Linked DNA regions of Mus musculus: region 1 is linked to region 2. Evidence: chromatin contacts called from public promoter capture Hi-C data. All regions are on one chromosome and are shown on one strand. The core of a region is the stretch at or near the end of the contact, and the rest is flanking DNA. Distances in the headings are between cores, read along the strand shown.

Region 1 (4,395 bases), core at 1,297-3,796, 1.2 Mb before region 2:
GTAGAACTCTTTGGGAAGGATCAGAAGGTGTGGTCTTGTTGGAGAAGGCATGCACTAGAGGTAGGTTCTGAGGTTTCAAATGATCATTGCTGTGCCCAATAGATTCTCTCCTTCCTGCCTGTGGTTCAAGATGTGAGCTGTTCCTGTTGTCATGCCTTTCCTCCTCCATCATGGACTCTAATCCTCTCCTACTGTAAGCCCAAATAAATGCTTTCTTCTAAGAGTTTCCTCAGTCATGGTGTTTTTAATCACAGAAATAGAAAAGTGACTAGTCCATGGTCAATTTATAAACATGAAGAGACCCCAGGTTTCCAGGGCCTGCTATGTACTTTTGTATACATCATGGTTGTTGGTTTTATTTATTTTTTGTTTGTTTGTATTATGGGGATGGTTCATTTGTTTTTTTAACCATCACAAATTTACTATACTAGAATCATATTGCAATCCCATTTCCTAGATAAGAAAACTAAGACAAAGAACATTGATTCATCATATGCAAAGCACAGATATACAACATCAGGATTTGAACTCAAGCCTCCATTTACTACCATCCTGTCTCTGTTTAATTTTCTTCCCAAATGGTGTCTTCTTTTGAAAAAATAATATTTTGAATCGGTGTAGCTCAGCAGAGCTTCACCCTGTTATTTACAAGGAAAGTTATTTTGAAAAGCATAGCTATCTTCACGCTGTAGTTCAAGCATCTTCCCTGACACCTGCAGTTCATCCTCCTCCCCTTTCAACTTTCACTCATAGCTCTCAGGATGCAAGGCTCCACCCACTCTGTCACTTCTCACTAATAAGGCTGTCTGGTGATCAAGAGAGTCCTATGCATTCAAAATGCCTCATAGCTCAGAGATCTTTAGGATCTCTCAGAGATATAAATGCCGTTAAGTGGGAGATTGCAACAGGATGATAGAGTCTTTGCATTTGGTCCCATGTCCAAGGATAGAGAAAGACAATGGAGAGTAAATGTGGATAGAGAGGGAACAACCTAACAAAAGGTGCTAGGGAAGAAACAGGTGATAAAGACACAAGAGTTATTAGAACCATGAGGATGCAAACACAATTAGAAGAGGACCAGATGGAAGCCAGACACAAGTGCTGTTCACAGCCACCTGCAGTACAGAGCAAAGGAAACCAGGAAGGGAAAGTGGGTTACCACTTGGTCACATCCACAGATAGTTTGTGCTTGGCTGAAAATGTTTAGGAATGTATGCTCTCCCCCCGAGAATGAAAGTATTGCTTTTCTTGTAACAATGTGTGTATGGTCCTATATCAGAGGAGGAAGCCTTTAAGTCTGATTCCGTCACTGCCCATGTGTGGCAGATCAGTTCGTTTCATTGAGCATCAATTTCTTCTTTATCAAAGCATCGTGAGGTGTTGCTGTGACGTCAAGTGAAGAGATATGAAAGTTCTACAGTCCATACCTGTGGTCTCGATCGCGCTTGCCGTATTTTTAGATGTGCAATTAGGTTGAAGTTTTGTGGTTTCATACTTTAGCTTATGGACTCCTGGACTCTATCTTCCTTCTTTACACTTTTTGCATGAGGTTTGTTCTTTTAAAAGTTGAGGAGGGGAGCAATGAGCCATTAGGAATTTTTATTTATTTATTTATTTATTTATTTATTTATTTATTTATTTATTTTTGGTTTTTTGAGACAGGGTTTCTCTGTATAGCCCTGGCTGTCCTGGAACTCACTTTGTAGACCAGTCTGGCCTCGAACTCAGAAATCCACCTGCCTCTGCCTCCCGAGTGCTGGGATTAAAGGCATGTGCCACCACACCAGGCTTATTTTTAATTTTTTATATTCACAAATATGTAATGAGAATAAAGTTGAAAATACACTCCTTAATGAAGAGCTTGTGCATGCTAAGAAGGTAGCTTGTCACATCTGAAAGGGGCTAAGGCCTTCTAAGGAAATTACCTGTCATCCAAGTTAGAAGCAGCCCTGGCAGACTCTGGTAGATGTTGACATTTATTTTTTCCTGAGAGCTATTAAGATGGTAGAAGTCTGGAAACTGCATTCCCATATCATTTCGATGTGCCAAGTGACTGAACAGAACATGTGACAGGACCTTTCCTTGGTGATGAAGCACCAAGGAAAATCCTGAGTTGGCATCTCATGGAGCGACTGCAAATCAAGTCAGTGTCTCGTTGCCCAAGCAACTGGGAGATGTGCTCTTGAAACAGCAAATTCTCTTTGGAGTTGCAAATAGAGGCTGCGCCTGTCTTAGTATCTCCAAGTAGAGACTGCTACCTCTTAGCTCACTACACATAACCGATGTTTATCCTGCCTGCCACAGAGGGATACTAAAGTTGCTTCTCTTTTCTAGGAATAAGCCAGTAAGGACCTGGGGTGGTGTGGCATTGAGTATATCATGGAGTCGAAGCAGATCAGCAGTGGCTGGGTCCTGAGGGACCCCTTTCTTGCATACGTGGCACTCAGGTCAAGCTCCTGGGCTTCAGCAAGCCTGGCTGTAACTGTTCCTCTATTTCCTAGGCTAGCTGGAGAAAGAGGCTGTTTTGCAGGAAGGATAATTTGTGAGATAATAGGGTGCTACATTCCATTTTGAGGACTGTGGCAGCTGGTGGCCATCCACTGCATGTGCTCTCTAAGGAAATCAGTTAATTTCAGTTATGTATCTGAATCGTAACTAAAATTCAGCATCTGGTCAACTAAAGTGAGCTCATTTGGCATGCTAGAATCTCCTCACCATTCTCTCTCTCCCTCCCTCCCTCTCTCTCTCTGTCTCTCTCTCTGTCTCTCTCTCTCTCTCTCTCTCTCTCTCCCTCCCTCCCTCCCTCTCTCTCCCTCCCTGTCTCTCTCTCCCTGTCTCTCTCCCTCTCTCTCTCTGTCTCTCTCCCTCTCTCTCCCTCCCTCCCTCTCTCCCTGTCTCTCTCCCTCTCTCTCTCTCTCTCCCTCCCCCTCCTTCTCCCTGTCTCTCTCCCTCTCTCTCTCTCTCTCTCCCTCTCTCTCCCTCTCTCTCCCTCCCTCCCTCTCTCCCTCTCTCTCCCTCTCTCTCTCCTTCCCTCCCTCCCTCCCGCTCTCTCTCTCTCCCTCCCTCTCTCTCTCCCTGTCTCTCTCTCTCCCTCTCTCCCTCTCTCTTCCTCTCTCTCTCTCTCCCTCCCTCTCTCTCTCCCTGTCTCTCTCTCTCCCTCTCTCCCTCTCTCTTCCTCTCTCTCTCCCTCCCTCCCGCTCTCTCTCTCTCCCTCCCTCTCTCTCTCCCTGTCTCTCTCCCTCTCTCTCCCGCTCTCTCTCTCCCTCCTCCTCTCTCTCTCTCTCCCTCTCTCTCTCTCTCCCCCTGTCTCTCTCCCTCCTCCTCTCTCTTTTGATTGCTTGCATGTGATGAGGTTGATGCCAGTGTATCTATTATTCTGACAAATGCTAATCAGATAGGAGCCTGATTTTAAATTCAAATTCACTGTGCACTATTAAGTTTTCCAACATCGCATGCTTTGGATGTCCTCATTTGCATGATTTTTAAGTGTGCATTTCAGGCTACAATTTTATTATCTGAGTGTTCTTTTATTGAATATAAGTCTTCTCAGAAAGGTCTTTTTGAGAGTGTGAAAAGGTTATCAATCAATCAACAGCAAAGATGTACTATGGTTGGAGTCCATTGGCAGTATTAATAGTAGTTTATCATCTGGCTAGATGGCATAAAAATTGAGACCACTGACTCAAAATTCCTGGGTTCAAATCCTACCTCCTTCAGTCTACAAATACAAAATGTGTATAAAGTATCTGTAGAGAAATTACATAATCCTGTAGTTTTATCTTTTAATTAAAATAGTGATAGCATTTACCCAATAGAATTTTAAGATTGAATTACAAATGTAGCCCCCAGCATCCTCTGGGTTTTGCTTCAGTAACAGTGGAGAATAATCCAAGATGGTTTTAATAACCTCACTTGGAAGGAGAGCATGCCATTTGCATTCAATCTAATTGACCCAAACAAATCCCATAGCTGGGAGAATGATCTATGCCTTACAATGCAAATGACCTGAATACACTAGATGCTCGGTAATTATCAGCCATTGTCTGGTTCACAAAAGTGAGGTGTGGGGTGGGATTCTTTTAAGTTATAGTATCATCCTCTCCCGACACAGAGAAGACTCTCTGTGTGATTGTCAGATGTTTTTCTTAAACCTGCATTCAGGGACTGAATCCTGCCTTTGAACCTTCCAGGAAATGTGGTCTATGGAGAACCAATTGCAGCGGGTCTCGGCACTGATGGCAGACAGTACTGGAGTGAAGAATGGAGCCATGCAGCCCACCATGTCATGGGTCCCCCACTGAGACCCGATCCTTTAACACCTGGCTTTCTTATGGATCTGTTGGCTAAGTAATAATTTTTCAGATGACTGTAAAGCATTTGGATGGGAGATAATTC
Region 2 (4,590 bases), core at 1,887-4,386:
GGCCAGCCAGGGCTGTTACACAAAGAAACCTTGTCTCAAGAGGGAAAAAATGTTGATGAAATGGAAATCAAATGCAAATTAATTTGTAGTTAAAATGAAAGAGCTCTACATCCAAATGGTGAAAACAACACAACCTTAGACGGAATACAGTCTGGACAAGGCAAACTATAGCAGACACTTAGTCAAAACTACTGTTATTCCAAGCAAAATCAAGTACAAAGGGGGAAAGGGATTACAGAACTGTGCCCCAGCTCAGGCCGACAGTGTTCCAGGTCAGCAGGATACACAAGTCAAAAGGAAGGCTTACTGCCCACCAAGGGACTGGTGGCCTGCAGAGGCCCTTTGCCAAAGTTCACTGTGGCATGCTGGTCTTGCTCTTGACCAATGGACATTATCCTACAAGTTAGGACAATGATGCAGAATCCTAAGTTTTAGGTTTAAGAAAAACGAAACAAAATAACTAATATAAATAAGAAGGCTAAGATTTATAAACATGCTGAGTGGTGTAGGCCAGCCTGGTCTACAGAATGAGTTCTAGAACAGCCAGGGCCAAACAGAGAAACCCTGTCTCAAAAAAATAAAAAAATGTATAAACATAAAAAAAAAATTATAAGCACGCACATGCCAGCACTCAGAAGCTGAGGCAGGCTGCTTGCTGGATTGGAGGACAACCTCGTATACATAAAGAAACCCTGTCTCAAAAAAAAAAAAAAAGTAAAAAAAGAAATGCACACACACACACACACACACACACAAGTCTTTAATCCCAGCACTCAGGAAGCAGGTGTATAGCTGTGAGTTCAAGGTCAGCCTGGTCTATATAATGAGTTCGAGGATAGCCAGGGACCCTGTCTCCAAAAGTTAAAATTAAAAAAAAATTAAAAAGATGTGTGTGTGTGTGTTGTGTGTGTAAATCCTGCCCTGTTTAAATGCAGACTAAGAGTAGCCCCTAGCTCTCAGCATTCAGGATGCAGAGCACTATTTCTTGAGATCCGATCTGGTACCTGCAAAGTAACCAAAAGACAAAAGGATCCTGTAGTTTTGAGCAGAAAAGCCGAGGCTCCGACTTCAGCACAACGAGACTCACTTGTTGCCAGACTTAACTGCGATTATCACCGTGAGCACTTTAGCTCACCTTAGGGCTCTTTATCTCCTCCAGCTCGACAGCACACAGAAACCCAAAGCACTCTCACAGAGCAGCTCTGGCTGGCCTGCAACTCACTCTACCTGCCAGGGCGGCTCAAACTGTGGAGGACTTGCAGGGCCACACACAGTCTGTCTCCAGCACCTATGATCTTCACTGGATTCCCTGAGCAGTCTGACTCCAGCTCTCCCCACACACAGGCCAGTCTGTCCACATCCCACCACCACACCTTTCTCATTCCAGGTTCTCTGCAAGTTCTGGAAAGGCACGTTCCTCCTCTCACTTCAAGGCCTTGACAAACTCTGTTCCCTCAACCTGGAATGTCCTTTTCACTCCTGCCTGCTCACCCCCTTTTCACACCAACCTCTTCTCAGTCATATCCTCAACAAAGCCTTCTTTGAATCTTCCACAAAAGTCATATTCCTGGGAAACATCTCTGTACTGCTCCATTACTCCTTCGGAGTAGATTTTACACACACACACACACACACACATTTATGTATATGTGTGTATATATATGTATATATGTAGATGTATATATATATGTGTGTGTGTGTGTATACATATATATATAGAGAGAGAGAGAGAGAGAGAGAGGGAGAGAGAGAGAGAGACAAGTGGTCTCACTATTTATTTAGCTTTGGTTGGCTCTGCCTCCTAAGTGCTAGGACTAAAGGTTAGTGCTCTATCACACGCCAAATGCACGACTATTAAAACCTATCTCCTCTGAATCTGTCTGGAAGCTCTGACAGCAGAGTCCCTGTCTGCTTCCTAAACCTTAGCACTCCCATAGTATCAGCCATAGAGCATGCAGTATATGAACAAGTATCACCAGACTTCAAAACTATTTCCCACTTTTCCACAATGCAGCCTACTACAAAAGCCTGGCCTTTGGCACCCCTAAATCATGTCTTCTTCTCTCATCAGGCCCTCAAATAACGAGGCTTTCACTGAGTAAAAAGTTCTCCTCTGTTGCCTCCAATCCCACCGACTTGCCAAGACCCAAACTCAAGTTTTCTTTCCTCCAGGATACTTTTCTCCTCCTTCTGTTTTTACCAGTTCTATACAACCTCATCTTTCCCCTGTGACTTATCTTCCCACCATCAATGTGAACTTTTAGGGCTGGGCTATTCACACCCGACCATTTCATTCCCGGGGCACCACTAAGTACAGAGTAGACAATTTTCCCCCTGATAACATTTTTCCTCTGAAAAGAACACAAGCTTCCCTCTTATGCCTCATAGGTGATTCAATCTGCCTTATAAGAGACTCTGTCCACCAGTTCCTTTTCGGGGATGTTGTTTAACCTCCCCCAACCCCAATCTAGTGAAATGTTTTTAAGCTGCCTGTATTCCTGTTTCATCCACTGCCTACAATGACCCCCGTGTCCTCTGTGACCGCCCCCTGCCTGCAGTGGGCACCCCTTCCGCCCTGAAAACTGTAATCCCTTCTATTCACATACAGGCGTAAACACCCAGTGGAGACTGCACACACACGCCGGTGAACCCTGAGCCTCACCTGAGGCATTCTGTCACTGTCCACCTTCTCACAAGTGACCAGGACTCGCTGGGATTCCCACCCAAGAAGGACCCGAATGTACAACACTTCTCCCTTCTGCCACTGAGTTCCCCGTCTGGGCCCCTTCCCCCTCCTTCTTCTTCCAAAGACACCAACCCTAGGCCCTGAGATGCGGAGAGCCCGCACCCAGGCCGGTTGCAGGTCCGACGCCACAGTCTAGGCCCCCGCGCCGCCCCCATCCTTCCCCGGCGGCCACTGCAGCGTCAGCTCCCCGCAGGGCTATCGCTCACTGACCCGAGGTGTCTCAGGAGGCGGCGGCGGCGACAGGTGCGGAGGCAGGAAGCCTGGTAGACGTTAACCGCTCAGCGCTCCATCCCTCCCGGACCTAAGCTCCGGCCTTTCGGCTTCCTCGACCCCTGCGCCCAGAGCAAGTCACGTGCCAGCCGGAGCAGTCAGCTGACCGCGGCGCACGCCGCTCCGCCTACGCGCGCGCACCACTGCGCGCAATCACGATGCGGCCAGGCCTCCGGAGAAGGCGGGGCTGAGAGAGCGCGCAGAGCGGGCTTCCGGGTGGGCGGAGCTTGCCGCTCCTCCAGATGCACCTGCGGTGGTTGGCCAGCCACCAGAAAATTCCCGCCCACCCTAAAATTACCCACAGGTTTCAGCCATTCAGACTCCCCCAAGCTCCTGCACTGACTTCTGCACTGCAAGTTTTGACAGTCCAGGTTTCGGGGAAATTTTTTCTAATAATCCACTTCAGTAGTTTCATATTTTTCATCCAATCTGGTATCACTTCGTTCCATAAAGTGATAAAGTGTTCAGGTTTAGTTACTCAGCACCAAACATTGTTAATTAGTTTTTTAGAATTAGCTAGTGGAGTGACCCCCTTGCCAGGAACTCCAAACTGTCTGGTTTAGGGGTACCAAAATGGATACAGGAAGTCAAGAAAGGTTTATGGACAGGGAAAAACCATCAGCCTTGGGTTCCAGAAAAATAGATATCAACCTACTCTCACAAACCGTGCACATCTCATTGGTTGAGAAGTTAGGTGGTGCATATCTCAGCATTTTAGGTTGCATAGAGGATTGGGGACTTGTCTATTTTAATCGTTTTTAGATTTACAGCTTAGCAAAGTGAAGCTCCAGAGGTTATGGTTCTGTTTGCACAATGTGTGGGCACTCCTGGCTGTTCTTACTAGCAAGCGGAATAATAGATTTCCATTGTCAACCTGACTGGCTTTAGAATTGCTAGGAGACAAACCTCTTGGAGGGAGTTTCCAGCCAGGTTTAATGTAGGACATTCACCTCGAATATGGGCAGCAGCATCTTGAATGATAGGAACCAACACAGAATGTTTTTTTTTTTTTTTTCGAGGCTTAGAGAGATGGCTCTGAGGTTAAGAACACATACTGCTCTCACAGAGGATCTGAATTCCTTACTGGCACCCACCTGGAGTGCCTTGTGACTCCAGCTACCTCCAGGAGATCCGATTGGCTTCATCTGGCCTCCTGCAGAACCTGTAATCATATGCACTCCCAGGAAGACAAAACACTCATACACATAAATACAAATAAAATTAATCTTTTAAAAATGATAAATAGGATTAGAGAGAGAAGGTTCAACAGGTAATGGGGCACTAACCACCAAGACTGATGGCCTGAATTGTATCCCCAGAACCACAAAGTGTATTCTGCAAGATAGCCTCCCATCTCCACATGCAAGCTGTAGTACCCACAAATAAATAAATGTAATAAAATTGTCAAATAAATAATCTTTTTTTAAAGGAGAAAGCTAAGCATCAACATTCATTGCTCTCTGCTTCCTGACTACCAATACAATGTAACCAGGGCTCTCAGACTCCTGCCTTCAGAGCTACAATTACTCTCACCACCTTGCTGAACTGTGAGCCAAAAGAAACCCTTCTGTATT

What was found. Promoter capture Hi-C pulls out the DNA fragments that hold promoters and counts their contacts.
Region 1: a contact with region 2 is called in a promoter capture Hi-C map of hippocampal neurons, with 6 times the contacts expected there. The contact joins the enhancer-like site here to the promoter of Atp6v1c1 in region 2. A contact is called at or near these places in 4 of 39 promoter capture datasets (the 3T3-L1 cell line, hippocampal neurons, liver and 1 more) and 1 of 115 datasets of contacts at active chromatin or transcription factors (extraembryonic endoderm stem cells).

Annotation. Positions count from the first base shown.
Region 1 is chr15:39,827,927-39,832,321 of GRCm38.p6, reverse strand. It overlaps Dpys (dihydropyrimidinase), which reads left to right. Exons shown (of 10, transcript NM_001164466.1): 5 at 4,191-4,347. Among named protein-coding and RNA genes, the nearest start is that of Dpys, 27 kb to the left of the region's middle. Within about 2 kb of position 2,546, at least 22 of the 459 cell types and tissues checked have an H3K27ac peak or open chromatin away from gene starts, as enhancers often do. A contact at or near this core is called in hippocampal neurons, where this site is marked.
Region 2 is chr15:38,660,450-38,665,039 of GRCm38.p6, reverse strand. Atp6v1c1 (ATPase, H+ transporting, lysosomal V1 subunit C1) reads right to left here and starts at 3,136. Exons shown (of 13, transcript NM_025494.3): 1 at 2,957-3,136.